Linked DNA regions of Rattus norvegicus: region 1 is linked to region 2. The links are chromatin contacts, called in public HiChIP or PLAC-seq maps. All regions are on one chromosome and are shown on one strand. The core of a region is the stretch at or near the end of the contact, and the rest is flanking DNA. Distances in the headings are between cores, read along the strand shown. Region 1 overlaps Tom1l2 (target of myb1 like 2 membrane trafficking protein). Region 2 has its middle 30 kb from the start of Rai1.

What was found. HiChIP or PLAC-seq counts read pairs in DNA pulled down with a chosen protein or histone mark.
Region 1: a contact with region 2 is called in an H3K27ac HiChIP or PLAC-seq map of oligodendrocytes, with 2.9 times the contacts expected there. The contact joins two enhancer-like sites. A contact is called at or near these places in 3 of 12 Hi-C or Micro-C datasets (Schwann cells, liver and mammary epithelial cells) and 1 of 1 datasets of contacts at active chromatin or transcription factors (oligodendrocytes).

Annotation. Positions count from the first base shown.
Region 1 is chr10:45,566,578-45,570,573 of GRCr8, forward strand. Tom1l2 (target of myb1 like 2 membrane trafficking protein) reads right to left here. Exons shown (of 15, transcript NM_001399549.1): 6 at 3,253-3,411; 7 at 513-629. Among named protein-coding and RNA genes, the nearest start is that of Srebf1, 39 kb to the left of the region's middle. Within about 2 kb of position 1,489, at least 12 of the 93 cell types and tissues checked have an H3K27ac peak or open chromatin away from gene starts, as enhancers often do.
Region 2 is chr10:45,415,169-45,418,712 of GRCr8, forward strand. It overlaps a transcript of Rai1 not described here. Among named protein-coding and RNA genes, the nearest start is that of Rai1, 30 kb to the right of the region's middle. Within about 2 kb of position 2,128, at least 15 of the 93 cell types and tissues checked have an H3K27ac peak or open chromatin away from gene starts, as enhancers often do.

The sequences.
Region 1 (3,996 bases), core at 239-2,738, 150 kb after region 2:
CTGCCTTAGGATGAGAGACTAGCAGGGCTTCTCCATGTCTCCAAGGCCCAAGAACTCTTATTCCAAAATGTTTATGACACAGTAACAAGGGAGCAAAGTCATGAACAGGACTATACACATAGCAAGGTTTCAACTCAATGTAAAATGCATGAACACAACAAAGAGTCTACCTGAAAATACATCAAAAGATAAATTCCACTTATTGCAGATGGCTAAACCAAAGAAAAATATTTTTCATTTTGATAGGCACATATTCTACAACTGGTACTTTAAAGTGGGGAAAATTATTAAATAAAAAATTTAAAGTACAGAGTGATACTGGCCTCTGCCCATCTTCAAGAAGTAAGGCTGAATGTGAACCAACATGGACTTGGACCCTCTCCACCATGGTGCCACCAGACTTGTCAACATGGTTGTGTGCCCAAGTAGGGTGCTCCCACAGTATGCAGCACTGCCCCTAAGGGCCCAGCCAGGCACTCAGCCCATACTTCCGAAGTTAAGGTTATCCTCACCTGTAGTAGTTCCAGATCAGAAGAATCCTCCTGCCCAGGGACCATTTCTGTTAACATCTCAGACATGACTTTTGTGTTTCCCCGAACAATGTCCAGCTCACTGCGCAGCCTAGCAATCTGTAGGTCAAGGAAAAGGCAGGAAGAAGATCAGTGAGCTACAGGATCAGAACCAGCCAGCCCACAGCCTGCAACATCCTGCCACTATGAGATTACCTAGATTAATCTGAACCATAGGAGTAGCCTCTTACCCGCTTGGCTCTGCCTACCAAGGGTTGGAGTATGGTGAGAACCACATGGAGGAGGCGGGGAACCCTGGTCACTAAGTCTGTTGTTTGTATCTCGCTGTCCATAACAGCATGTGGAGAACGACGTACAGTAAGCAGCATGGGGCAGAAGAGAGCTGAACACTCGCAGCTCTCCTCCCACAGGGCCCTCAGAGGCCTGTAACTGACTAGGCTTCTGTTTCTTCTCTCTGAAATCAGTATATGGTAGTGCAGGTGCTCCAAGATCCCTTTATGACCCTCATGAACATAGACTCTGTCCGTTCCAGCGTCATACCCTAAAGGAGGCTGGCCAGTGCTCAGAGCATTCTTCTGCTAAGAAAAAATAGGTGAGGAGTAGGAGCAGACTTTTAAAAGCACCCCACCCCGCCCAGTCATCAGCATCCGCAAACCCTGAGCCTTCTCTCCTGCAGTTGGCATACTGTATTTTGTCTCCCTCAGTCTTCCAGTCTGAGCTTTGGGTTACCTCCTGGGTTTCTAATCCTTTCAAGACACCAGTGGAAGCCACAGGTACATTCTCTGTCCACAGTGAGACTCATAAAAGTTATACAGGAATGGTGTCATCTCAGAGTTACAGCCTGCCTTGAGTTATGTGCAGAGGATGCTACAGCACCAATGTCTACAGATGGACTGGCTTCTTCCAAGCCTACCCACTCACCTATGGGAAGGGAGTGATAACCCCACACCTCACAGGTTGCTGTGGGGTCTACCTCATGCCTGATATACCTGGTACAATGCATACTGGTGACCATAGGCACACCTGTCCTATAGTGTCCCAGAGCTGGACGGAGTGGGTACTTCTCCTGCAAGAGACCTATTCCAGATCCATACCTGTCTCTCCTAGCAAGGCCTTTCCATTTCCCCTGGCTTGCCTAAGTACAAACACCTACCAGTCTCCCTCAGCCTCTCTCATGCTATAAGAGTCTCTCAGCAAACTCTTAACTCTTCAGGGAGTAACCTCAACAGACACCTGAAAGATGGATTGGGCTCCAGAAGCCAGCCTCTGCCTTACTTCGGGGGTAGCCTCGAAGCCTCCTTAACTCTTGAGTAAGAAGATTCTACCGCTGATGGGTTCTGAAGCAGCCCAGGCCACACACTATCTATCCTACATGCTTCAGTTTCTATTTTCCACCTGGGGTGGGAGCCACAGTTCTTAGGGTTGCTACACTTACCACTCAGGGTCTCCTCTTGGTTACTCCACTGCTGATGACCCTTTCTTAGCACCCACTACACTGCAGTGAGCCAATGCAAGGGCTCCATTGCCATTCAGCTTGCAATACTCTCTGTTTCCTCTCAGAGCAAACCTGGAGCTCTGCCCAAGGAAGCAGGGCCTAGAGCCAAGACCTCTGTCCACAGCTCCCCTTTACAAAGGCTCTGGTTCTGTGCGTGAAGAGGGGCAGCATTCAGTGACCCAGGCCCGACTGAGAGCATTAACTCCACATTTCAGCAACAGTGTTTGGTAGAGACATGGGAACGCCTTCCTTCTGTGGACCAGGGTCAGGACCTGGCTACCTGCTCAGACTGAAGTTAGTTATTCTACTGAAGCCTTACATGGAACGGAAGAATGTGGCTTGCACCCAGGCCTATGTGCCTCCTTGCTTGCATCCTGCTTTCCCCACATGCTCTCCCTTAGCATGGGCAGAAGGACAGAGCTCTACCTATAAACAACTGCCTGAATTCCCGTTTTAACAATGTTCCATAGTAATGGCACTGTAACAAACGGAACTGCAAACAGCAAGTAAATTTCTTCCAAGTCTCACCCACTCTAAAATCTCAATAGAATTCTATAGATTCAACTAAAAATAGTCTCTATAAATTCTCTAAAAATACAATTTAGTGAAATTACCAGTAACTTATCAGGATGTAACACTCAGACAGAGGCAGAAGAGGTTTCTGGAAGGCCTCCTCCATCTAGCTGTTGCCTCCAGGGTACCTCATTGATTAAATATGAACTGTGATGGCTGGCACATCTCATGGCATCCATGCTCTCCCCAAGGGGAGATGCCTATTCACAGTTCGCCAATGCTCCTTTGCTTTGGACCTTGCTTTCTGTCACCCATCTTCCCACTCAGCCTATATGCTAACCCACTCTGCAGGTGGACTGGATGTTCCCCGCTATGCTACTATTCTGTGCTGTGTGTGCTGATGATATTGCCTGCATAGGCCTCAGCTGACAAAACCCCAGGCCCACTCCAGAGCCTCTGTGCCAAGTTACCAGTTTCCTTCTATGCCTTGCTCAGCCCTGGCTCACGGAATCTTCAGTTCTGCTTCCTACCACAGAAGACCACATACTACTGCAGTGATCTCCAATCTGTCTACTCCAGAGGCCAGGTCTTTCCATCTTTGTGTCCCCACACCCAGCATAGTACCTGGAAGTCTAGGGAAACTTCTGTCCCCTGGAGAGGTACAAGAGGGCAGTTAGCTGGTTTGCTTATGCCAAACTAGAAGCACATGAATACCTGTTCTGAATTGGCTGTGATGGGGCCCGTCACACTCAGAGCCGGGGCCTGTAGAGTAGAGTAGGGAGCTGCAGGAGGTGAAGAATACGAGCCAGCAGTTGTCCTGGGCTGTAACTGGGACCTGGGAATGGTGGCAGCTGGATCCATTTCTGGGACACTCTGGCATGACAACAACAGTACTTTTTGATTCACTTGTGTGCCTAAGTGCCTTAGCATGGCCCTCCCCCTAACACAGGTGGTGTTTTCAGTTAGAATCCACAGAACCTAGATGGGTCTCTTCATCAGGGCAGCAGAGCCACCATTGTCCCTTTCCTTCCTCCCTCCCTCCTTTCCCTCTTCTCCCTCCTTTCCAAACAATATGCTGCAGACTAGCAATGCAACCCAAAAGGCATTACTAATCATGAATCCTTCCTTGGTACCACAAGACTACATTTGGCCTTTACAAGAAGACTAACATAAATAGCAATCAGGCAATTAACTGATCGCTCTCTGTAATTATTAGAACAACAATACTGTTCCTTCTGGGTCATTAATAGAAGAATAAAACAGGTTATGTTTATACAACAAAGCATAGGTAACTGGTTTAGAGGGATCATAATAAGAAAAACGCATTGGAAAGTGTGATTCTTTTTGCCCTCTGCCCACTTAGGGATCTCAGATATCTTCACCAACATTAGTGCACGTGTTCACACAAACGTGTAAGGCATACTGCCATCCTTGAGCTCTCCATGTGAGAGACAAGCA
Region 2 (3,544 bases), core at 878-3,377:
TGTTCCTACCTACAATAAATAGGCAAAAACAAAAGTTTAGCGAATAGATCTACTGCGTATGCCTTTTCTCTTGTAGTTTATTTGATTAGAAAAACGACTAGCTGTATGTAGCCCGCTGAATTCTGTCTTCACAGCCACTGATAGGTCACACCAAATTTGAAAAAGCAGGCCTCGGAAATGGATCTGCTACATATTCCTTCAACAAATAGTAATCGAGACCCTACAATTGCTCTTTTTTTTTAACTACACAAGTAATACATAGAGAGGTTCTCACTGTGGAAGATGCAGATAGCCAAAAAGCATGTAGAGGGGCAGCCCTCAGCACTGGTGATCCTGTAAAGTCACTGTATCCTTCCATCTGCCCACTTAATGTGTGCAAAAGGCTGTGGACAAATGCATAGTTTTATTTCCCCTCAAGTGAAACCATACCCAGATCTCTTAGTCTGCAGCCCTGGTTTCCCTTCTCTCTGGAAGGGGAGTGGGTGAGACTCTGGATGGACTCCTGGCTCCACCATCTGCTGAGGGAGTTGTTTACCACCCTGGGCCTCAGTGTCTCCATCTGTACAATGAGAATCCCAGTGCCGACTGCAGCTGTAGGTATCCATAGATGGTTAGGTCGGTGATCCTGAGAAAGGCCAGCTGCTGCTGCTTCGCTCCTGCCATGGCTGTCTTCCGTGTCGACGGCAGCACATACTTGTCCTTTTCTGCCTCAACCAGCTGCCTGGGCTGTGGTATGTATGTGTGTTTGTGGTTCCCAGGGAGGAGGAGCCATGCGCATTGGCAATGATGATGTCCTCAGACCAGGGTTCTCTTTGGGACAGGCCCTGGATGTCAGGCCCCAGCAACTGTGGACTGTCCAAAGACCTAGTGTTTTCAAAGCCATGTCAGGGTCTAAGCATGAAATATTCCCTAGGTTACTGCCCAGTGACAGGTGTGTGAGACCCAGGCAACAGCAAGATCTTTATGGAAGAGAGGGTTGTGAGCAAGTGATACACGGGGCAGAGGTAGAGAAGGAGGGAGAATGTTTCTGCTGCACTTGGGAGACTTTGTGTTTTAGTCACTTGACTCAGGAGAAATGGTGGAGGAGCCATTCATTGTGCCAGGGCCTCCTTGTTGACCTCCTTGCCATCTTTTTTCTGAACTCCAGTAGCTACCTTGAAGCCTCTTTTTGATTTTTGACCAGAGGCTAGCCTGGGGTATTTCACATGCTCCCAGAATTCTCTCAGTCCCCTGCCCTACTCCTGCACATTACCCTCCTTTCAGTTCAGCTATTTTCCTGCCAGCCTCTTGAGTTTGCCTGGGCTGCCCTTTCCACCTGGGTGCCCTTCATCTGCCTCCCAAGACCCAAACAGACATCCTGTCTCCTCCTCCTGACCTCCAAGAGAATGAGTCATCTCTCTTTGTCTATGTCAGTGGCCTAGCGTGGATCTCTGAATGATAGGCCCTTCTGCCTTGCACATGAGGCTAGAGCAGCTGAGCCCCAGTGACTCCTTCCAGGGCCCATAGCCAGGGGTGGGGACTAGAGCTCAGATGCTTAGGAATGCTTCCTGGTAGGGGCCCCAGGTGAAGTGCAGAGGATAGGAACCTCACAGCCCCTCAGAGGCCCCTTTGATCCTTGGCTGGTACCTGTTCTCTGTGAAAAAAGTGTGTGTGTGTGTGTGTGTGTGTGTGTGTGTGTGTGTCTGTGTGTGTGTGTCTGTGTGTGTGTGTGTGCGCACGCGCTTCAAGAAACCTAGGGGACTGGAAGAAACTGGCTCATCCTGTTTCTCCAAGAATGAGGGTGAGCTGTGCCCCTTTCCGGTGGGTCACTGAAGACCTAAGATTGGAATGTGACACCAGGGAGGGGGAGGCCACAGGAGGCACAGGCTGAGGCTTGGCTGCCAAAAGACAAGAGTTTGTTCTGCTGGTTCTGGAGCCCTTGAAACAGAAGGGCAGGTGTGGGAGAGACAGATACTCGGAGACTCAGAGACGCATGTGCAGGGCTGAGGTGTGCAGGGCTGAGGGAAACCTTGGAAGCAGAGAGTGGGAGAGAAGGGGACATACAGGACTGAAAGAAATTGAGGTGTTCTTGCTACAGATGAATAGGCTTTCTCAGGAGAGAAAGCAGTCAACATGCACAAGGGCTCTGGCCACACCAGACATTCTTCGGTTCTTTGAGCTTCATTTCTGTGCTCACAATGAACAATCCAGTGTTAAGTCTTCAAGGCTCTTGAAGTGTTGTCACTAGGCAGACAGTCAACAAATGTCCCATTTTTGCACAGTTGCTTGCTTGGGGCAATAGGGGCCTGTGAAGAGGAGAAATGGCTGTTCCAGGGCCCCGGATAGAGAGGCGGTATGGCATTGGCTGGGAGCTGTGGATGATATGCTGGAACCAGCCAAGGAATCTTTCCCCCTTGCTCTCTGGACTCAATGCCATCAGTGTCAGCACAAGGTAGACTGTGTTTGGTCTCTAGGCCTGAGCTGCTCACTTTGTGTGTGTGTGTGGAGAGAGGGCTGCTGCAGCTAATGGAGAGGGCTAATGGGATCAGGCAGCAGGTTTGCTGAACGCCCACCCAGACCTGTAGGAGCTTGCAAAAGGGTGTGCAGGGGAGACTGCTCATCTGCACAGTGGGCTCTCTTGGGACAGATCAGCAAGCACCAGATTAAGAATCAGAGAAAATGTCTGAATTCCAGCCACTGCTGGAATTAGGGGAGCCACTTTCCTTCAGCATCAGTTTCTTCTGTCAAGAATGGGAATATGAATTGCTATCGGTATTAAAAGTGACCTTGATGTGTTTTGTGATCTCAGAAACAAAGAGGGTCCTGTAGCCTCAGGACAAAGATTTTCAGGGAGGCCAGCCTGAGTTCAAATCCTAGCATCAGCTACTGTTTGGAGGGCTCTCTTCCTCCATTTTAAAATGAACATAATGAGAGGACCCTGCTGGCCCACAGCCCTCCTCTTGGCTGTTATTGTTGGGTTGAGTCTTGCTTTTGTGAGGTTTAGGTGGAACATAGAGCCTTTCGCCTCTAGGCAAGTGAGTATCAACCCTGTGGTGTATTCCAGTGCTGGGCTGATTCTTACTGCTAAAGAGCTTTGCAACATAGACAAGGTATCAATGACTTGACAAAGTCACCTCTAACCCTCACTTGCAAAACAGGGAGTCCAATGCCTAATTCTCTTCTGGCAAGGTGGAGGTCAGTGGGGGAAGGCACATGAAAATGACTGGCTTCTGGCCACAGTTTCTATTTGCAAAGGGATTTTGCCCCAGTGATGAGAGTGGACCCTAAGTGGCAGTGTGACCAGTTTCATTTGTATGTTCACATGTACTGAGTGATTCACGTTGCAAGGGCTTTGACCATCCCTAAGGCTCCATCTGTCTGCCCTACCTTCTCTTTCTCTCTCTCTCTCTCTCTCTCTCTCTCTCTCTCTCTCTCTCTTGCACTTGGGTGTTTTGCCTGTATGTATGTCTGTGCACCAAGTGTATGCCTGGTGTTTATGGAGGCCAGAAGAGGGTGTTAGAGCCCCTGGAACTGGAGTTGCAGTACATTTTTTAAAAAGTATTAT